Regions from separate parts of the Zea mays genome. Here region 1 is linked to region 2. A link is a contact called in public Hi-C data. All regions are on one chromosome and are shown on one strand. Each heading gives the region's core, a stretch centred on a gene start, on an enhancer-like site or on the middle of the called end of the contact. The rest is flanking DNA. Distances are from core to core; before and after follow the strand shown.

Region 1 (5,661 bases), core at 2,286-4,785, 980 kb before region 2:
GCTGGCGCGAAGGCGTTGGCTTTGGCCTTGTTGATCGTCTCCCACGCGAAGAGGATCACGGTGCCGATGAACATGTCGATGGCGAAGAATGACCCGAGGTAGAACGGGATCGCCATGGCCATCGGGAGCGGGATGAACCTGGCGACCTTCTTCGGCACCAGGTCCCTGACCAGGTTGACGACGATGGCCGCCGCGAAGAAGATGTAGCAGAGGGTGAGGCAGTTCTTGGGGAGCGACGAGAAGCCGTCCACGCCGAGGATGGCCATGTTCCGGTACACGATGGCGTAGGGCGCCGGGTACTCGCTGCCGCTGAGGCCGATGTCGGCGAAGGCCTTGTAGAAGAGCCAGAAGACACAGGGCGCGATGACGCAGCCCATCGCCGTGCCGATCACCTGGCTGATGAACATGGACCTGGGCGATGCCAGCGTCAGGTACCCGGTCTTCAAGTCCTGCATCAGGTCGGCGGCCGTCGACACGATGCTCATCATCACGCCGCAGGCAGCTAGCCCGACGAGGACGCCGCCGTTCGACGCGCCGGCCCACGCGCCGAAGATGAAGATGGCGAGCTTGCCGTAGGTGGACGCGAGGGACCAGTCGGTAAGGCCAGTCCCGTACGCGTTGCAGAAGGCCAGCACAGGCGCGAAGATGTACGCCACCAGGATGTAGTACCACTTGAGCTGCGGGAAGACCTGAGGAAGGGTGCCGATTGAGATGGCAGCGACAGCCACGTACCCTCCGTAGGCAACTGATCTGGGGATCTGGTCTTTCAGGAACAGGTCCCTGCGGCGTTCGTCATCGAAGGAAACACCTTCAGTGATGGGGCTGCCATTGTTTGAAACCGGAAGCGTGCTGTTTTTCTTCATCATCGATATGAACCCCGCGGTGGTGCGAATGAGCACCTTCACGAAGTTGTACAGGCCGTCTCCAAGAATTATTGCGATGGATATAAAAACCTGAACTAGTCAGGAATTTCCAGATTAGCTGTTTGGTTTGCAAGTGGCGATAAAACAAAAGATAGATGACTATATGAATCTTTACCCTGTAACCCTGCAGTCCATGGAGACTGCTTTCTGGGAGACTGGCGTCGTACCAATTCCCCTTCTGGTTGCCAATTAGAGGCCACATTATTCCCCAGGAAAGTATGCCTCCCAGTAGAACAGAAACGTTCACAATGTGGGGGCAGATCATCCCAACTCCAACATAGGTAGGAGAGAAATCGAAGTAAAACCTGGAGACGGAACGAGAGGTTCAGTATGGAAGCCAATTCCAGTGTCCAAACATTCGGAATGCTATAAGCAAGTTCAGTGCTCTGACTTGTTCTTATAAGCTTGAAGGCCTAATGTAGGGAAGTTCTGGAATCCACAATTATCTCCACCAGTGTAGAACCACTGGAAGAAGCCCCAGAGGAAGCTCATCAAGAAGAATTTCCCCAGAGTCTTCACTTGTTTCCTGAAACATATAATCGGCGCATTCAGTAACATTGCTTTGCACCTAGTGCCACACAGGTTACAGCTAAAAACAACACCAAGATAATTTACTTTGCAAGCTTGGCACCCTCTGGCGTGTGGAAACCGTTGATGAGATAAGCAGTCGCCGTGCCACTAGGATACGTAAGTTTGTAGTCGACGATCATAACCTAGACCAGCGATGTCAGCTGATGATTAGTTGGTCTATGCTGTACAGCGACGCTACAAGAATATTAGGCAGCACAGAGACGAATCGAAACGTTTACCTTTCTCAGAGGCACAAGAGCAAATAGGCCAATGAAACTGACAAGGAAGAGAAACCCTATCATCCATCCGATGTGAGGGTTTTTGACATTCTGAGGATTGTCAGCCTCTGTTGCTTGCTTGGCGATGGTTTCGCTCATGCCAAACAAGTATGTACCAAACCCACCTGTCAATCAGAATGGATTAGTACACAATTTAGCACATCTCTTTTCACAAAGAGACGATGGGAGGGAGACGGTGACATTGCTCCTGCCTCCCCTTGATAAAAATATAGAAGGGAGAAAATGAAGAAAAACATAGCATCAATAAGTAACAAACAATGTTGCTTTATTTTTTTTTTCTCAAGCAGAAGGCAAAAGATTTGCTGTGGTATTAATAGAATGAAGCGAAACCCAATTTATAAGAGAAACCGGGCAAAAAAAAAAAAACAGTGCAGAACACCCTGCACAACTTGGTCAGGAGACCTGCACCAAAATTAATTGAGGGAGTTGTAGCACATCATTCGCAACAAGAAATTAGTTGTGCAACCGCATAATATATTAAATATGTCCCCAGACATGCTAATTAGGCAGAAAGCAACACGATGGTCGATTGTAGTTAGCCTTGCTTTACAATGAACTAGTCCAGTTAAAAGAACAACTCAAAAGAGTCAATTTTTTTTTAAAAAAAAAACTGTAGCCAAACAATAACAAAACCTGCATGTTGCTTAAACATCAACAAAAAAAAGAGTCAGGTGCGCTTGAAATACATGTAGCAACGTCACATCCGTGGGATACATCCCATCCCATCCCATGGCATTAAAATAATTAAGATCACTCGGAGTCTCGCCGTTCTGGATGCTAGGTCGTGTATTTCAGCTCGAGGTTGTCTGAATTCAGACGTGCTTCGAGTTAGATCTTGGCTTGCGTGTACCATCTTGATAACGTGTTATATAATCATCAACATGCTAAAAACATCTTCTTCTTTTTTGTGGTAACTGGCTGCGAGATTTTTCCTATCGAAGTTGACCCCAATACTAAATTGTTCGCCATGTTCGTGACGCCATGCTTCCTACTCTACTCGTATGCTAGGATATAAAGAAATCTCACTGCAAACCATTTACAAAGTGGTCATACAGTATCCCCTCAAAGGGGGGGGGGGGGGGGGGGGGGGGGGGTGCTCATACAGAATCACAAATCTGTGTACCAGACGTTAATTATCTCGAGTCCAAGCAGAAGAAGAAGAGGAGGAGGTAGCATACCGCTGAAGGCGATGTCGTAGGCTGCGACGACGCAGGTCTGGATGACGGTGTTCTCCTGGCGCGTGAAGGGCTGCCTGAGGAGGCCAACCCTCTCGATGGCGGCGGTCCAGAGGCGTACGAAGAAGAAGCCGAGGAGCCCCGCGGAGACGTTGAGCGAGGGGATGATCCCCGTGGTGAGGTTGAGCTTCATCACGATGACGCTGAACATGATGGCCAGGAAGAAGCTGACCACGAAGGCGCGCACCGTCAGCTGCTCCCGCCACGACGGAACCGCCTGGTCCGCGAACGCGCGCTCCACCGACAGCGCGTTCCCCTCCCCGTCGTCGTCGGCGGCGGCGGCGACCCCGTTGTTGGCCTGGCCCTCCTCGCCGCCGTCCTTGGCAGCGCTGTGGCGGTGCCGGAGAGTGCTGGCCTCCTCCAGCGCCTCCTCGCCGCCGCCGCCGCCGGCGGCTGCGGTGGTATGCGGCGCCATCTCTGGTTGGGCGGCGCACTGTTCAGACTTTCAGAGTTGTAGCTTGTAGCTCTAGCCCTCTACAGGCAGAGCCAGAGCAGGCCGTAGGCTGTGTGGACTGACTGGTGCGCGGGCCTTCGAGGTGGTGCCAGTATTTATCGTGGATGAGGTTGGGTTAGGAATTTGGGATGGTTCCTGCGCGTGCGTGCGGGTGTGAGGTCCACACACTGGGGCCGTTCGTTTTGAATCGGAGGACAGAGATGGCGTCGGGTAGTGTGATGCAGGCTGGTTCACATGCATGGCGTTGACCCGCTGACCGCGGTTATTTGCGTAAAACAATGTTTCTTTCTCTCTCTCTCTCGAAACGGTTGGGTAGTGACAGTGATGAATGATTTTTTCCCTCTGTCTCTGTTGATTGGTGAGATGGCATTGTAGACGTAGAGGTAGAGTATTGCTCCTACTTCCAATTATCTTCATCAGTTTGTTGGATGTTTTGTGCCAACTTTCGTGGAGTCAGAATGTCTGATCGAAGTGTCTGCCTACCTGACGTTGGCCATTGTGAAGTACCTGTGCATAGAGTGAGACACGGGGGAGAACTCGGTATGACCGTATGAGTATGACGAGACATGGGCGGCGTCCATCATATTTCAAGTCTCGCGCGTAATGCGTCTACTGATCGCTGGCGGTCTATCCCGTATTCCCGTTCAACTGTTCACCATTGATTTGATTCTGAATAGCTTCTACAGACTCGATTCGCTGAGACCTGAGAAAGACCGGGCTGGTGGTTTAGGGCCCTTGTGGAACTAAAGTACTCCTTCCGTTTCTTTTTATTTGTCGCTCCGTTTCTTTTTTTATAGGCTCTAGTTAATATCATGGTTTATAGAAACAGGGACGGACACAGATTCGGGCCACTCACTCCGTGGGTCGGGACGTGATCTATATACCTCCATTAATATTTATTGTTTTTAGATTAAGATGTATTGAAAAATATTATATCTAATCTAATACATCACCTCGGGACGTGACCGGATCCTTTATCCGTCCCTTATAGAAATACCAGAGTATTCTACGTCATAATGTGTTTCGTTGCATTTCTAAAAACTATGTTCTCAAAATCATAATATTCTAGATATGTATCATGGTATTTTGTGAGTATGGAAAACTTAACTTACAATATTGTATCGTCCAAACAATGTTTCCAAAAACCCCAAGTGGACTTACCCTGTCGTTTCAGGGCACGCAACGGTAGCAACTTCTGTTATGAGGGATGCCACATTCGCTTAGGCCCTGCCTCACCGGTCACCATTGCTTGGTGGCCAGTGGCCTCTTGCTTGTTATAGGCAAGTAGGGCTTACCAATTCCTATTGCTGGCTAATTTCGAGTCTAGGATTTGAAAATGGAAACACATGTAACTAAACATAGCCAAAATTTTAGTCATACTGTTTGCTAGTTTAGAGACTAAAAGTAATTAAGTTTTAGTCACTAAAGTTTAGAAGATGAGAACCAAATACCCATTAGCCATGTACATTGTAGCGAGGTCAGAAAAAGCGACAGGCACATGGTCACGAGTGTGTTATGAAAAAGATAAAAAAAATGGGTTGAAAACACAATGCTTTGTTCTTTAATATTAAATAGATATAGAGATTAAATATATAGTTGAGACGATAGAGATAACAATTAATAGCCATAGGGCTAGAAGCCTAGAACCTGAGTCGTCATCTTTGGTCCGACCAAGCTCTTGCTTGTTCGCTAGTATGCTAGATCATATGACATATCAAACATGATTATTTGAAGTGGCAACACAACCTTCTCGAGGTTCCCATCCCAAGAAAATGCTAGATGGAAAAACAAAAAAAATTGAAACAACACATACACAAAAAAGGACAAAGATACTCTCTAGAGCTTAATATTATATAATTGTAGTAAAAATGTGGTCATGCTTCTTGTATTACAAATACTCATGCTTTGTATGTAATATTGTTGGACGCAAGAACTTTATATGCACGGGTCATAAATTCGATATATCGGGATCCAAGGTGCAGCATGGCAGTTTTAGAAGAAAAAATATACTCCCTCCATTTTAAAATACTAGTAATTTTAGCTCTTAATTTGTATGTCTATGTTGAAATAGATGATAATGAATTTAGACATATATAAAACACATGCACCAATACTTGTATGAAACAACTGAATCCTTTTAACGACTACTATTTTGGAACGGAAAGTATAAGATAAATTAG
Region 2 (5,660 bases), core at 753-3,252:
GTAGTCTAAGGTATGCATACTAAACTTGAGAAAATAAAAGCATATCGAGTTCGTTCCCTGTGTATGTTTGGCCTGAACTTATTGCTGTTGTACTACCATAGTCTTTTGTTAAAGTAATGCTGTCCATTTGTTGTTATGAATTAGTAGTATTGAACCATTGGTGCCCTAACTCACTTGAGCACAGAACGGGCTGGGTGGTAGTTAGCATTTGTTTGACTATAGCATCCTTGTTGCCAGAACCCATGATTTTATTTGTAGAATGCAAGGGGTGGCCATAATCTTAGCTGGCCCAAGCCCAATTCATGGACAAGAACACTTCGTAGATGGTATCCTTGAATCTCCTTTATTGCTGGTTATAGGAAGAAGAGATTCCATTTGTTCAATCTGGTGGATATGCGTCACATAGACATCACAAAAAACGTAAGCCTGGCACTTGTTGGCTTGCCACATATAATATGCTCACACCAATCAAGGCTAATCATGACACATGTCGGTCATCACAAACGAATCACATAAAGCAACTAAGGCTAGTAAGTAGTAACCCAACATGCCTATTATTGATTAGGGTGTGTTTGGCAGCTGGAATCAGTTCCGTTTCTCACCTGAATCAGTATAATCTGTTCCAAACGCATACTGGGCAAAGTGATACCTGGTGCTATTCTACCTACTATTGCAATAGGCATACTCTAGTGTCCTATGAACAAGAGGAGAGGGAGCAGTCACTATGGGTGCTGCCCGCTGCCACAAACAGGTGAGAGCAGCAGATTATTTATCACAATCCACCGCACGCTTCATGTGTTTGGTGGTTATAACATGTTGCTTAAGAAGTAGCTTTGCATGGTTGGTAAGACCCAAGTGGTTGAGAAGGAAATTTGTTGAAACTGACATTTTGCTGTGGTGGAAATGGATGGAAAATCCTAATGCAACAATCTCCATGACATAAGACTATGCTCTCTTTAGATTGGTTCTTATTTCATTCTGTTGCCAACTAAATTGATGGGGACTCGCAACCCAGATCAATTTATGTTTTTTAATATTTTTTTTAAAAAAAACCTATCGATACGCGAAAGCTTAAAAGCAGCCAGAAGGGAGGTCATGCACACATGCTGCAGATGTACGTGCTGAAAGGCTAGTTGCATCCAACATAGCTTCGGATTGCCGTAAAGGCAGCTCTACTCAACTATTTCATGGACATCATCAGACGCGGTATAAGGTTTAATTTGCAGCCGAAATAATAGCCAACCGTTAAACGACGACCAGAATCGTTAATGCTCATCTGCGCTAACCCGATGCTCTGGGATTCCTGACTTGTAGCTTTCGTGTGCATCTTGTTCACGTAGGCAGTTTGGCCCATAGCATATGGGATGAAGGAAGGTACATGCTAATAGCCTACCGGGCCAGGTAACTTTCAAATGTCTATTGTGTTAATTGACAGAACTTTCAAACTCCTACCGTGCTAATAGCAGTATAAGCAAGACCGTGAAAATAAATCTTATATATAGAGAGATAGAGAGAGAGAGAGAGAGAGAGAGAGAGCATAACGAATCAGGGGGAAATGGGAAGGATGTACTATGCTGTTCGGGTGGCTTCAGATTATGACGATGCAAAACAGTTAACACACACATTTCACTGTTCGTATGAGTAGCTCCTGTAATCATAATAATCGCTTCTCTGAATCTATCCGGACAAGAAGTATATTTTGATATTGTGCAGGCTTGTCAACAGTTATGTTTATGAGCTACACTGTCATAATTGAAAAGAGCATATAATGAAGAAACGAACACAACAGTTCGAAGCCAGATACAGCCTCTAGAGCCGACTAGACATGGGAAGTGGGAAGCAAACAGCATTGATAGATAAAAAAAAGATCAGATCAGACGACAGTCCGAATGAATTGGCGCTTACTTGAGACCTGAGCTGTGGCAGCAACCTCTTCCCCCGTTCCCTGATCCTTCCTCTTCTCCAGGCTCCAAGAAGAGATAGACGGGGGAGAGAGGCGGTGGTTGTTCTCCTTGGAAGAGGAAGAAAGGGCAGGGCGACGCACTTTTATGTTGAGAGTTTTACAGGGTGGGGAGGTGCAGGCTGCAGAGGTGGATGCTTCGGTCCTTGGCAAGCATAGAAAACGACGCTAGGATGAACAGTGAGAGAAAGAGAGAGAGTTGGTGCCGGAAAGACGAACGGACCGCGACGTTAATTAGCAAGCATACTCTACTACGGAGGGGGTAGGCTACCTTCGAACAGGTCGCTGGTGTGCGTGTGTGACTGGCATACTCACCGCTAGTCACTGGCTGTACGTGTCTTGTTGTGGATAGTCAAATAGTATCTCTAATTACCAGCCGCCTGTTGTTACCCCGTGATGTGCGGGCCGATGAACCTTAGAGCTAAGAAGACTTACGTTGGATGGCTTAACATACCGACACATCGTCGTCAGTCAGACCGATAATTATGCGTGCCATGTTTCAGTTTTTTTCTTCTTCTTCCGAATTCCCTTGCAAAAGGATCAAGGAATTCATGGGGATGTCTCCACCTCCTGTGACCTTTTGCGGTCCAAATTTTTTTTTTAATCTTGCCCTGATCTGACACTTGTTTCTGGTCACCTCTTGCCACCGCTCTTGGTTCCTTGTGCTGGAACAGAACCACCGCAGCATATTTCTTTCCGATCACTTTGCCGGAACAGAGCCTTGACGGACTTGACACGAGTTGGGGCCATCAGTTCTGGGTCACCTGGTAGTTTCCAGACCACAGGGACAGACATCCCACCATATCCAGACACATGGGTTTTCAGCAGCAACCCATGCATTTTCAGCTGAACCGGGCAACAGTCAACCCAGCCAGACTGCATCACGAGAGAACCATCGCGACCTAAAGCCACTCCGAATACAAATAAGCCACGCTAAAAAAAAAAGAAAAGTGTTCGTTCATCTGTAGGCTCCAATAATTGGCAAACAAAACACAAGGAGGAGGTTTTCGGCCCCTCGTTTTTTCTGCTCACTTGGAGCACAAGGTTAGTTGGGAGGTGGTTGTGGTTGTGAATAAAGCGAGGGGGAGTTCCTGGGGATGCAAGCGAAGGCAATGGCTCGCCAACAGCTATCCCCGCCACGGTTCGGTGAGCCTTCGGTCTCACTCTTTTCTTGTGCGTGCCTGTACCGACGATCCCACAGCTGAAATGGGCCGGGCCGGGCCGAAACATTTTGCTTCTGAAAACTTTCTGATCTGCCTCAGGAGTCAGCGCTGCACGCGGTTATCGACTGCCAGCCCGCTCAGTGCACACACTAATGATAGTCCAGTAACACCTCCTCATTTGCATCTGCTACTAGAAACTCGAATTGCATAACGCACATAAAAATCTCATCTCCTAGAATAAATACAGCTGATACATAGCCAATACCAGATTACATTGACCAGTCGATATCCCGACATTAGGCGCGTGCTACTGGCACTAATTCAGAGCATGGTTCCTAGCTCTCTGCGCCTGGACGATCGGCTTCCCATCTTTGAGCTTGAGCCCCGGCGGGACCTCGCAGCTCTTGCAGTTGCTCATCAGCTGCTCCGTCTCCCACCTCGTCTTCGGCACGACCTAGCTTCTCGTGCCGCGGGGAATACTCCTGCGGATCCAGGAAACCAGACGTCAGCTTCCAGTGCCACTCGTCACACACTCACAGATCGAGTTTCCTTTCCTCGCTGCACACGTTTTTTGTCAGCAGATGAGACTACCTCTAGCTTGTCAAGCAGTTCCTTTGGCGTCGGTGCCAGGACGACGATGTGGCGAGCAGTCGGGCTGATGAACTCTTCCTCTACGGCCTTGTCGATGAAGGACAGCAGGGAGTTGTAGTATCCGTTCACGTTTAGCAGGCCAACCTGTTGCACACCCAATACGAGATGAATATTCAGTAAAATGAGTTGCAGGCCATGAAGAACCAGTACGTACGTACCGGCTTGTCGTGAATGCCAAGCTGCGCCCAGGTGATCACTTCCAGCAGCTCCTCAAGGGTTCCATACCCTCCTGTGTCATCGAAGGAACAGTTTACTTTCTGTGACAGAAATAATAAGGCCTTCGCTGAGCAAATTGAGCTAGACGAAAGGGTCCTGAGGATTTTCAAAAGATGAGAGAAACCTCATGGCACCAACCAACCAACCAACCGGACAAACCAATTTGGGAGGTTTACAACTTTCCACCCATGTTGCCACTACGCATGGATCCAGTATATATATGTGACATGGCCAGGTTCGTTAGCGAAAGCGACAGTAAAAAGTGAACCACATCTACAAACATGTCGGCTCAATCAGCATGGTAGTAAAAAGAAGTCACTACCAGGAAGTGCTATGAAGGCGTCAGATTGCCTGGCCATCTCAGCTTTCCTCTGATGCATACCTGCCACAGCCTTCACCTCCCCAACCGTCTCACCTGTTATCTGCACACACAAGCAAACACGGATGCTGCATGCCTGTAATGTAATCAACACACTCCATAGCCTAAGGGTGGGTGGCTGTACTGAGAGTATTTTATTTTACCCTAGGTGTGCATGCATTGTTCAGGAGAAGTAATCATGGTGTTGTTGTGGGGGACAAAAAGGGAAATGTGAGGGACATCTATTTTTGTTAACAAAAGTCATTATCTGCTTAAAGGACGAAGGGGCAGACACTAGAAGCAGGCAAGCAGCAGTCAGGATCAGCAAGATGCCACAAGATCTCATCTATCACCAGGGGAAAAGGAAACCCGGATTTTCACTGAACATTCAGCGTGGTCTTTCAGTCCAGAGAAGATAATTAAGCCTGCATCCTTATTTTCATTTCAGAGAAAGAAAGAAAATCTATTTTCACATGTAAATATAAAAAAAAACTACTTGCATTGTAAAACTAAACATAACATACAAGTACTAGGAAAAAAACAAATTAAAGAATCTGATCTACCATGCTTTGTCGAATTCATGGGAATCATTGCATGCGATTAAACAATGACAGGGGTTTTAGGGAGGCGTGAGAGCGTGGTTACATACAGTACCTCTCTCGGCATGAGGGTCTTGGGAATCACCCTGCACATATATACAAGGGATCGACAATGAGATATGGTGGGAAATTGTATAGCAATTTAGCACCTGATGAGGATGCGACCAACCCAACTCTCTTTTTTTTTGTCATGATTTTGCAGAGTTTCTCGGGCTATTCTTTTCATGTGTGTGACTGCTGCTAGCTAGTGCTGAAGAGTGGCCATCATTGCTGTTTACATACCCCATGACGTGCCTCCCTCCATTGTAGACCGCTCGAGAGACCAGGCCCATTAGCCCGACACTTCCCCCACCGTAGACCAGATCGATGTTCCTCGAGACCTATACAATATAATGGCAACTCTAGTGATAAATAAATCTAATGGAACTAGCTAGTTAGCATGATCGATGGGGGTATATATGTCTAGTAGTTAATTATTTGTATAGTGGCTAGCTACAATGTTGTGTGATCTAGCTTACATATCGTATTTTATCTGCAGCCATAATAACATTGTTGCCATGAGGTGGAGGTAACTGAAACTGAGGATTTGCGAAGAACAGGAAATTCTTCAAAAATTAATCCAATGAATTCGTGCATGCGCGGATGAGCTTGCTGGCGGTCAGCGAGATCTTTTTCATTGGTCCGGAAAAGTTCAGCAAATGCAAATTCAAACT

Evidence for each region. A called contact is a pair of places that touch in the nucleus more often than the background predicts.
Region 1: a Hi-C map of bundle sheath shows a contact between it and region 2, with 3 times the contacts expected there. The contact joins the promoter of LOC100505456 here to the promoter of LOC100193850 in region 2. A contact is called at or near these places in 9 of 25 Hi-C or Micro-C datasets (bundle sheath, ear, endosperm and 3 more).

The regions. Positions count from the first base shown.
Region 1 is chr10:134,440,818-134,446,478 of Zm-B73-REFERENCE-NAM-5.0, reverse strand. It overlaps LOC100505456, which reads right to left and starts at 3,535. Exons shown (of 6, transcript NM_001198539.2): 1 at 2,971-3,535; 2 at 1,733-1,896; 3 at 1,539-1,636; 4 at 1,315-1,449; 5 at 1,039-1,228; 6 at 1-953. The coding sequence starts at 3,442.
Region 2 is chr10:133,463,524-133,469,183 of Zm-B73-REFERENCE-NAM-5.0, reverse strand. LOC100193850 (integral membrane protein like protein) reads right to left here and starts at 2,002. Exons shown (of 8, transcript NM_001138931.2): 1 at 1,906-2,002. It overlaps LOC100384413, which reads right to left. Exons shown (of 7, transcript NM_001350057.1): 2 at 5,230-5,327; 3 at 5,003-5,033; 4 at 4,313-4,412; 5 at 3,933-4,003; 6 at 3,715-3,858; 7 at 3,280-3,605. The coding sequence ends at 3,459. LOC100273844 (Putative pentatricopeptide repeat family protein) reads left to right here. Exons shown (of 3, transcript NM_001360468.1): 3 at 1-60.